2 separate regions of the Muntiacus reevesi genome follow, and region 1 is linked to region 2. The links are chromatin contacts, called in public Hi-C maps. All regions are on one chromosome and are shown on one strand. Each heading gives the region's core, a stretch centred on a gene start, on an enhancer-like site or on the middle of the called end of the contact. The rest is flanking DNA. Distances are from core to core; before and after follow the strand shown. Region 1 holds the start of SLIRP (SRA stem-loop interacting RNA binding protein). Region 2 holds the start of AHSA1 (activator of HSP90 ATPase activity 1).

Region 1 (4,283 bases), core at 766-3,265, 190 kb after region 2:
GCATTATATATTTTCTAAATGGTTCATGATAATTAATTAATTGACAATGGCCCCATGAGCCTAGAAAAAAGGTTAATAACATTACCCACTTTTCATTATTATCTTAATTTCTCTATCTGTAAAGTGAACTATCTGACATCACTGAAATTCAAAAATCTAGATTATTTCACCTTATAGGACTTTTGATTTCATTAACTGTAGTTCTCTATTCAAAAATTCAGTCTTGATAACAGCAACAGCTTTTAAGTTGTTACATCATTTGTGAATGTAGGGATTTTGTGACTGGAGTGAATGTGATGAGTTACTCTGTCAATTTGAAGTGCTTCTTCAGTTCAGACCTGTGGCAGGGAGCCCAGAGTCAGGGTTCTAATCTTTGATTTGCACTTGGTTTGTCACTTCCTGCACTATAAGGCACGCATTACTGACTCCTGTTCTATCCTATGAAAATGCCAAATAAATGGACATCTTAGACAAGGAAGAATTCAGACGAGGGGTTTGGGAGCGAAACATTTGTACATTTAGTTTTCTTCTTTGTCTATTTACTCCTTCTCCAAAATTAGACAAATGATTGAGTAATTTTTGCCTTCTAAGCTCAACTGAACTCACCAGGATAGCCTTGGAGTCCGTAGGCTTGCCACTTGCTGACCGGCTGAAGTCCTGCTCTGAGTGCATCATGGTCACTGACTGAGGACAAATTTAGCTGAGATTTGACCACCTGACAGGAAGGAAACAGAAGTCAGCAGGCTAAAGCTATTTCACAGGTTAATTCTGAGAATCTCAAACCTCTAAATGCATTTCTGATGTGCAGCAGTTAGGAGCCTTAAGTTTGGGGTCCTAAATCAACCCTGAATATTTACTGGAAGGAATGATGCTAAAGCTGAAGCTCCAATACTTTGGCTGCCGGATGCCAAGAGCCGACTCAAGGGGGCAGCAGAGGATGAGACGGTTAGTAGCATCACTGACTCAATGCATAATAATTTGAGCAAACTCCAGGAGGTGGTGGAAGACAGAGGAGCCTAGCATGCTGCTGTCCATGGGGCTGCAAAAAGTGGGACACAACTTAGCGACAGAACAACAACAACAACAACAAACTTAGTTCTACCATTTACTTGATGTAAGACTTAGATGAGCCCCTTAAATCTCAGATCCTCAGTTTCCTCATCTATGTACTAATAAACACAACACAGCTATATAAAATTGAAGTCGTTATGAGGAGCTGACTTACTCTGGCCTTTAACACTATCTTCTCCTATGATACCATACCTTTGTGATTTTTTTTTTTATAAGATTCTGAATTATCAAAGGTGTTTGGTATATGGACTACCTTTGGTTAGGACTAACAATAATGCTTCTGAGGAAATTGAACCACGGTGTTTAAACAGGGCTTTGAGGAACACCAGGCTGGAGTGCTCTAGTCAGAAAAAAATCTTTCAATAAAACACTAGGAATTTTGTTTACTAAAAGCACCATAGTTGCTCTCTTTTAGATGAAACTTCTAACCGAAACTCCTAACTTTTTATCTTTGTGAATTACTTATAAATTAAACTTTTAAGGGACCTATGGAGGCTTCCTGGCATTTAAGAGTATCTTAAGAGACTTCCCTCGTGGTTCAGTTGTTAAAGAGTCCGCCTGCCAACGCAGACGACACAGGTTCAATTGCTGGTCCGGAAAGATTCCACATGTCACGAGGTAACCAAGTCCCTGAGCCACAACTGCTCAGCCCATCGCTTCCGAGCGCTCCGCTCCTCTCTCCGTACCTTGGTGGCACCAGGTCCCGTGCCGCGGGCTGCGTGGGACACCGAGAAGTCGATGACCCCTCCCAGGTCTGCGGTTCCGGGGCGGCTCTGCCGGTAAAAGCGGAAAAGCTTCCTAAACGCGTCCTCACCAGGCTCCGCTGCCAGCGTCGCGACGGAGCCCACTGCCGCCGCCATCTTCCCCATCTCGTTGCCCAGCCTCCCCTGACCCGGAAGTTAATTTCCGTGCTCCGGATTAGGCAGGCTCTTCCGGGGTCGTGACCTCAGATCACTAGAAGCTCCTCAGCCTAAAGATGGCGGCTTCTGCAGCGAGGGGCGCTATGGCGCTGCGAACGAATATCGGCCGGCCGGTTGCGTTTGTCAGAAAAATTCCCTGGACGGCGGCCTCAAGTGAGTTGGAAATGTAGTAGAGGCGGGCGGAATTTTTAGGTCCGAGCAATCCTGAAAAACCTTGCTTGCTGCGAAGCTCTTAAATCCGCGTGGTGGCTGGATTAAGGAGGCTGAGTGTGCTCCTGAGCAAGCCAGTGAGTAGAAAGAAATTTTGTCTGCAATTAGCCGTTTAAGGGATGCTTTTTGGGGCACCCATTCACCGTCTCCAGCCTTTCGGAGTTTAAAGCTTTCAGAAAATTAAGATCATGGCATCTGGTTCCCTCACTTAATGGCAGATAGATGGGCAAACAGTGGAAACTGTGGCTGACTTTATTTCTCTGGGCTCCAGAATCACTGCAGATGGTGATTGCAGCAATGAAATTAAAAGACGCTTGCTCCTTGGAAGAAAAGTTATGACCAAACTAGACAGCATATTGAAAAGCAGAGACATTACTTTGCCAACAAAGGTCCGTCTAGTCAAGGCTATGGTTTTTCCAGTGGTCATGTATGGATGTGAGAGTTGGACTGTGAGGAAAGCTGAGCACCGAAGAATTGATGCTTTTGGACTGTGGTGTTGGAGAAGACTCTTGAGAGTCCCTTGGACTGCAAGGAGATCCAACCAGGCCATCCTAAGGGAAATCAGTACTGGCTGTTCATTGGAAGGACTGATGTTGAAGCTGAAACTCCAGTACTGTGGCCACCTGTTGCGAAGAGCTGACTCATTTGAAAAGACTCTGATGTTGGGAAAGATTGAGGGCAGGAGGAGAAGGGGACGACAGAGGAGGAGATGGTTGGATGGTATCATCGACTCGATGGACATGGGTTTGGGTGGACTCTGGCAGTTGGTGATGGACAGGGAGGCCTGGTGTGCTGCAGTCCATGGGGTCGCAAAGAGTCGGACATGACTGAGTGACTAAACTGAACTGAACTTCAAAACTGTTAAGGTTTATGATTTAGAATCGGTTGTTTTGATTGCAGCGTGGGGACGGATTCAGCGTGACAAGAGGTAGTTTCAGTAGTTTAGTTCAAAAGTGAAGACTTCAGGGTAGTTATAGAAGGAGGGGGTCAGGTCCACTTACGTTAACCAAAGAATAATCGATAGATTTTGTGACGGTTTAAATGGGGAAGAGTACAGAATGGGGGAAAGGGAGGAATGACCTTCAGGTTTTTAATGTTGGTGAATTTGGTGATTAGAATGTAGGAGAAGCAGATCGAAAGAAGATGAGTAAAGTTTAAATGCGTTTAGTTTCAGAAACCTATGAGTTCTCTGTTAGCTGGACAGGGGACGTTGTGTATAGATTGAGAAATGCACTCCGAAGTGGTTCCCCTTGGGTTAGAATTCCAACTTGGTCTTTAGGTAGTTGTGTAACCTAGTTCAATTCAGTTTAGTCGCTCAGTTGTGTCCGACTCTTTGTGACCCCATGGACTGCAGCACGCCAGGCCTCCCTGTCCATCACCATTTACTGAGTCTACCCAAACTCATGTCCATTGAGTCAATGATGCCATCCAACCACTTCATCCTTTGTCGTTCCCTTTTCCTCCCGCCTTCAATCTTTCCTAGCATCAGGGTCTTTTCTAATGAGTCAGTTCTTCTCATCAGGTGGCCAAAGTATTGAAGTTACAGCTTCAGCATCAGTCCTTCCAATGAATATTCAGGACTAATTTCCTTTAGGATGGACTGGTTGGGCCTCCTTGCAGTCCAAGGCACTCTCAAGAGTCTTATCCAACACTACAGTTCAAAACCTAAAGTGTGTACCTAAGGGAACGTAATTGGGGGAAAAGGGCTCACCACTGTGTCTCAGTTTCATCACCCATAAAATGGAGTCAATAATACGTTTCTCCCTAGGGGTGTTGATTGTATTAAATGAATTTATATGTAAACACAAGTGCTTAGACTTGTACTCAATACAGGATAAGTACTCAATAAATGGTAATTGTTTTCATGATTACAAAAATTAAGCTCAAGAGAGAGGCTTAGGCTGGACATAGAGAGTTGGGGAGTGATCAGTACTGACTTCTGTTACCAACACTGCTTTTTGTCAACTGTAGTTTTGAGTTAAGGTTTTTACATTTGCTCACCAAAATGTAAAATCCATGGTCACTTTTGCAGATATTCTTGAGATTGAGATTTTATTTGGAAGTCTCTAATATAGCTAACAA
Region 2 (4,665 bases), core at 460-2,959:
TCTTAGAAAAAGCTAGAAAAATATTTCTAAGCATTCCTAAAGTTTAAAATTTTGATACAAAAACTCTGAGTAGCCATCACAAACACTGAAGGTGCCCACAGAGCAGGTAAACGTCTATGGTACAGGTGCCAGTTTATAAAGCCTCAGAACAACTGCAAAGTAGGCCTAGCAGATTCCATTTCACTGATGAGGGAAATGAGGCACAAAAGGATTAAGTACCAAAGTTTTTAAGCTAAAGCTAGTTGCTCCTATCCGGGTTTTCTATCTACTGGGTCATTTCCACTCTGATTTGCATCGTCCTTTTATCACTCGAGGGAAAACTGAGGGCAGGTCATTACTACAGTATCTACAGATAGGCATAGCATGGGTCTTAACAAACCCTGTAATAATCCACCAGAGGATTTCTAGAGTCTTTTCTTAACCATGCAAAGGCAGTGGATGCTTCACACTAATCTGTACTTCTAGCGCTTGTCATAACCTTTATTTCCTCAGCAAGTAAAAAATACAATGACTTAATGGTTCTAAAATTTATAAAGCAATCAGGTACAATTTTAAGAGGGGCTGAGAATGTGCTTCAAAATTGTTTAAAACACTTCAAAGGCTTGTGCCTGTCACTTGTTTACTGAGATCCCACCATACAGGGCAGTAGATCTGAGGGAAGAGCAGGAATACGACAAAGGAAGGAAAACGACTCGGCCGAAAAATATCTACAACCAACACGCTCCCCGCCTGAGGACACCGCAGAAACCAGCCTCTGAGAAGTTAGATTCGGACTCATTTATCATCTTTCGAAGCCAGGCCTACACAAGTGAGGTGACGAACTGAGACGAGGAAAGGCGGATTAAACTAGGAAGACTCTGTGGGCGAAGGGTCCAGGAAACACGGCTCCACCGCAGAGGCCAGAGCCCAGAACCTTGGTACAATAAGTGCTTGTTCAAAATCAGTTGTCTGGGCTCGCTCGCGGCCCTAACCCCGAGTGCAAGCCCAGGGATGGCCAGAAATGGAGTTAACAGTCAGGCCAGGGAGGTCGAGGGACGCCTCAGACAACGAGGGGAAAGGATACGGATGCGGAGAGGCTGGACTCGGCCAGATACGCAGCCCAAGGGGGTTGGGACACCCTCACCTCTTCGACACCGAGCCCTCCCTCTCAGGTCAGCGTCAGACTCCGCCGCCGAGGGTCCAGCCTTTCTACACAGGCTGTTCGGCATACAAAAGGGGCGGAAGGGGATAGTCCCGAGGAGGGGGGCAGAGGGCTGGGGTGGGGGTAGGAACCAAGGGTCGAGACAGGCGCCGCAGGGCATGCTGGAAGTTGTAGTTCCTTCAGCCCCTACAATCAGGCTCTGCACGGACAGGCCGCGGCTGCCTCTTGACTACAACTCCCAGAATCCCCAGCGCCCCGTGCCTAAGCCCGTTTCCTCTCCTTTCAGCTCGACCTTCCGAGGTTATCCCGTGGGTCACTCGACAAGACTACAACTCCCGTGAGGCCAAGCAGGGCCGATGAAGGGTTTAGGGAAACAATGAAACGTGTTCTGTGTGTCTCTGTGGGTGAGGAATGGTCGTGTGAGCTGTCGCCTTTCGGGCCTTTCAGGGCATAACTCGAAGGAGTGTGAAGGATTCCTTAGAATAGACAGAAGCGAAGGTCCGGCGAGGGGCAGCCGACGTACCCGGCGGGAGGGAGGCGGAGCCGGAAGTCAAGGCGGGGAGGGGCGGGGGGGGTGGAGGGAAAAGCAAGCCAGGAGGATCTTGCAGCTTCTTCTAGTAGTTTCCAGGCGCTGCCGGGCGGCCGCGACCGGGCTGTCCTGAGGCTGTGGCTGTGGCTGCTCGGGAGCTGTTGGCGGTGCGATAGGAGAGCCGATGGCCAAGTGGGGTGAGGGCGACCCACGCTGGATCGTGGAGGAGCGGGCCGACGCCACCAACGTCAACAACTGGCATTGGTGAGGGCCAGCGGGCCAGGCCGCGGGAGCGCTGCGGCCGGGCCGGGGGTTGCCGGGGGGGTGGGCTCTGGAACCTTAGCCGGGACACTGCTGGGGTCGAGGCAACCCTGCCTGCCAGGAGATGGGCGTGGGTCCTTCCTGTCTCCAGGGGTCCGTAAGTCGCAAGCCCCTCCAGCCTCTGACCTCCGTTTCATTGGGTGGAGGGGAGGCCCGGGGTTGGGGTCGAGGGACGACGTAGAAGGCTGCATTCCAGACGTGGGGGTTTCACATAGGAGGACTTAGCCCTCCCCTCGGCTGCTGCATTCAGCCTGAGCGGAGAGATGCTTCTCACACGTGGCCGGAGGCGTCATTGAGACCCAAAACTGCCGTGTATAGTGTTGAGAGATTGCAGTTAGGCTCGAGAGGGTTGGAGTTACTATTTTTTCGGCTTTCGGGTGGAATTAAAAGTCAGTCATAAGGGATCGCTGCCTCACTCCAGAAAGCCAGGTCTTAGAACGTGTTGTGCAGGTGCTCAGAGCTGAGTGATGCTCCAAGGCGCCGTGGCCTCTCACCCGGAACTGTTAAGTTGGTTGTATCGTCGCTCCAGGGACTGCCGCTGGTTGCCGGGCAATCATTGTTTATAATCCAACTACTCTTAAAAGCCTACTCTTTCATGAAATCTTCTGCAAGTAATATTTTTTATTCTTTCTGAGTCCACTGAACTTTGTACGTAAACTGTAGTTTTACTTTGTTGCAGCTCATCTTACTGTTGTTTTCTCTACTAGTTAGAAAGTTAGAAGGTAGATAGTTTTCCTTTGTATTTCAGCCTGCTTCCTCTCCTCTTAACATAGAATGGGTTGACTTTAATTTTTGTTTGTTTTGAAACCCTGGACTTGCATTGTTTTCAGGGCCATTTGAAGGGCAAAAAAGTTATAACACAGCGTGAATTTGATAGGTCAAAACACTGCGCTAATGAGATCAAGATGATTGGTTTATTCTTACCTGGACCTTTTGGCTCACTGCGTTCCGTAACCCCCTTGTGTGGTCCTGACCTCAGAAGCGCACAGTTTTCCATTTGGTCAGACGGGGGCGCCGTGTTAAAGTATTCAGTACTGACCCCAGCACCATCATGCTGAGTGAGGAAAGGAGAATTTTCCATGAAGTTTGAAACCATGCCATACAGCAGTAGTCCTTATTGACAGTATAGGACTCCTGGTCTTCCTAAATGCGTTTGTAGACATGGTGGAGAAGGGCTGAGGGTTTTGGGTTCTTTTACAGCCTCCTGTAGCCTTGGGTGCTCTTGCATAGAGCAAGCAGTGTATCCTTCATTCGGCTGCTAGTCCATAGCTCTGTTTGTTTTGCAGGACAGAGAGGGATGCTTCGAACTGGTCCACAGATAAGCTGAAAACACTGTTCCTGGCTGTGCGTGTGCAAAATGAGGAAGGCAAGTGTGAGGTGACAGAAGTGAGTAAGCTTGATGGAGAGGCATCCATTAACAATCGCAAAGGCAAACTTATCTTCTTTTACGAGTGGAGCATCAAACTAAACTGGACAGGTAAGTCTGTGCTCGACTTTTAGGACGGGTTAACGGCTTTTGATTGACCTGTTCAGGAGCCAGGGAAAACAGTTTTTGAGAGGTTATGAGCTTTTTTAGAGGGAGATAGTGTGCTGCTTTAGAGTCCTATAGGAAGCAGTATCCAATGTTGAAATTTTTCTGTCCATTTTTGCAGGACTCTAAATGGGTTTCCACTCTGTGGGTCTCACAAGTCTCTACTGATGTAGCAACTGGGCTGCTGAATCTTTGGGCCTTGTCCTGTTTGGGAGCATACAATGTGACATTTTTCAGACTAGCTATTTCTGCCCCTTGGATGACTTGAAAGTAGGCTATGGGAGTTTTTGGCTTTTGTTTTTTTAATTCCAGTGTGAACCTAATAGTTTAGCGTGCTGTGGGAATGCTGCTTGCCTATGATTATAACGGGCCAGTTTTATTCTCTAGCCTAATGTCTCTGTGAGGATATTAGGACAGAATTGGGGCCATCCTTGGATGGTCCTGACAGGAAGGAAAGACGGTAGAGTTAAAAGAGTACATGTACGGGGCAAAACCTGGAAACTCTTCTCAAGTGAGTGGTCACAAAGAGGCACGATGTATTTTTGTCTTTTTTTTTTTTTTTTTAAATTAAAACATAGCAGTCTGGAAGAAACCATAGGTGTCGTCTTTCCCAGCATCCTTTTTATAGATTGAGAAACTGAGGCTTAGAGAGGTAAAGATAAGTACATGTTAACTTTGAAATACAGTCAGTTCTGCTATAACGTGACACGTGTTTCTAAAATTCACCACACTATGCAGAATCTTCTAACAAAAACCACAGGGCTTGTAGGGAAGATAGGGTTAGGGACATGGCAGAATACTCAAACGCTTCATCAGTGATATTTTTTTAAATTTAGGAATGTAAAAATTGGTGGCACAGTTTACACATATTAAATCATAAGAAATACATAAATCATTTGACAAATATCGTGCTTTACCTTGGCCAAAACCCGAGGTTTGCTTGTGAAAGTGGGCATCAGGAGCACTGAGGCACGTGGGTTGTGAGGTGCTGGAAGGAGAGTCGTGGGAAATCAGAAGGAGCGTCATAACACCCGTCGTGGGTGGCGTGGCTCCTGACGCACGTGGTGAACTGAGGTCACTGTCAGATAAACGCTGAGACGTGTGTTTGTGTTTTCCTATACAGTTCTCTTTAGGTTTCTTTGT

The links. Hi-C and Micro-C count contacts between places; a contact is called where the count stands out from the background.
Region 1: a Hi-C map of muscle shows a contact between it and region 2, with 5 times the contacts expected there. The contact joins the promoter of SLIRP here to the promoter of AHSA1 in region 2. A contact is called at or near these places in 2 of 3 Hi-C or Micro-C datasets (blood and muscle).

Annotation. Positions count from the first base shown.
Region 1 is chr7:85,452,667-85,456,949 of mMunRee1.1, forward strand. It overlaps SLIRP (SRA stem-loop interacting RNA binding protein), which reads left to right and starts at 2,016. Exons shown (of 4, transcript XM_065940704.1): 1 at 2,016-2,144. The coding sequence starts at 2,048. It overlaps ALKBH1 (alkB homolog 1, histone H2A dioxygenase), which reads right to left and starts at 1,944. Exons shown (of 6, transcript XM_065940999.1): 1 at 1,758-1,944; 2 at 607-715. The coding sequence starts at 1,940.
Region 2 is chr7:85,264,788-85,269,452 of mMunRee1.1, forward strand. AHSA1 (activator of HSP90 ATPase activity 1) reads left to right here and starts at 1,710. Exons shown (of 9, transcript XM_065941148.1): 1 at 1,710-1,934; 2 at 3,278-3,468. The coding sequence starts at 1,855. It overlaps VIPAS39 (VPS33B interacting protein, apical-basolateral polarity regulator, spe-39 homolog), which reads right to left and starts at 1,236. Exons shown (of 20, transcript XM_065940930.1): 1 at 1,124-1,236.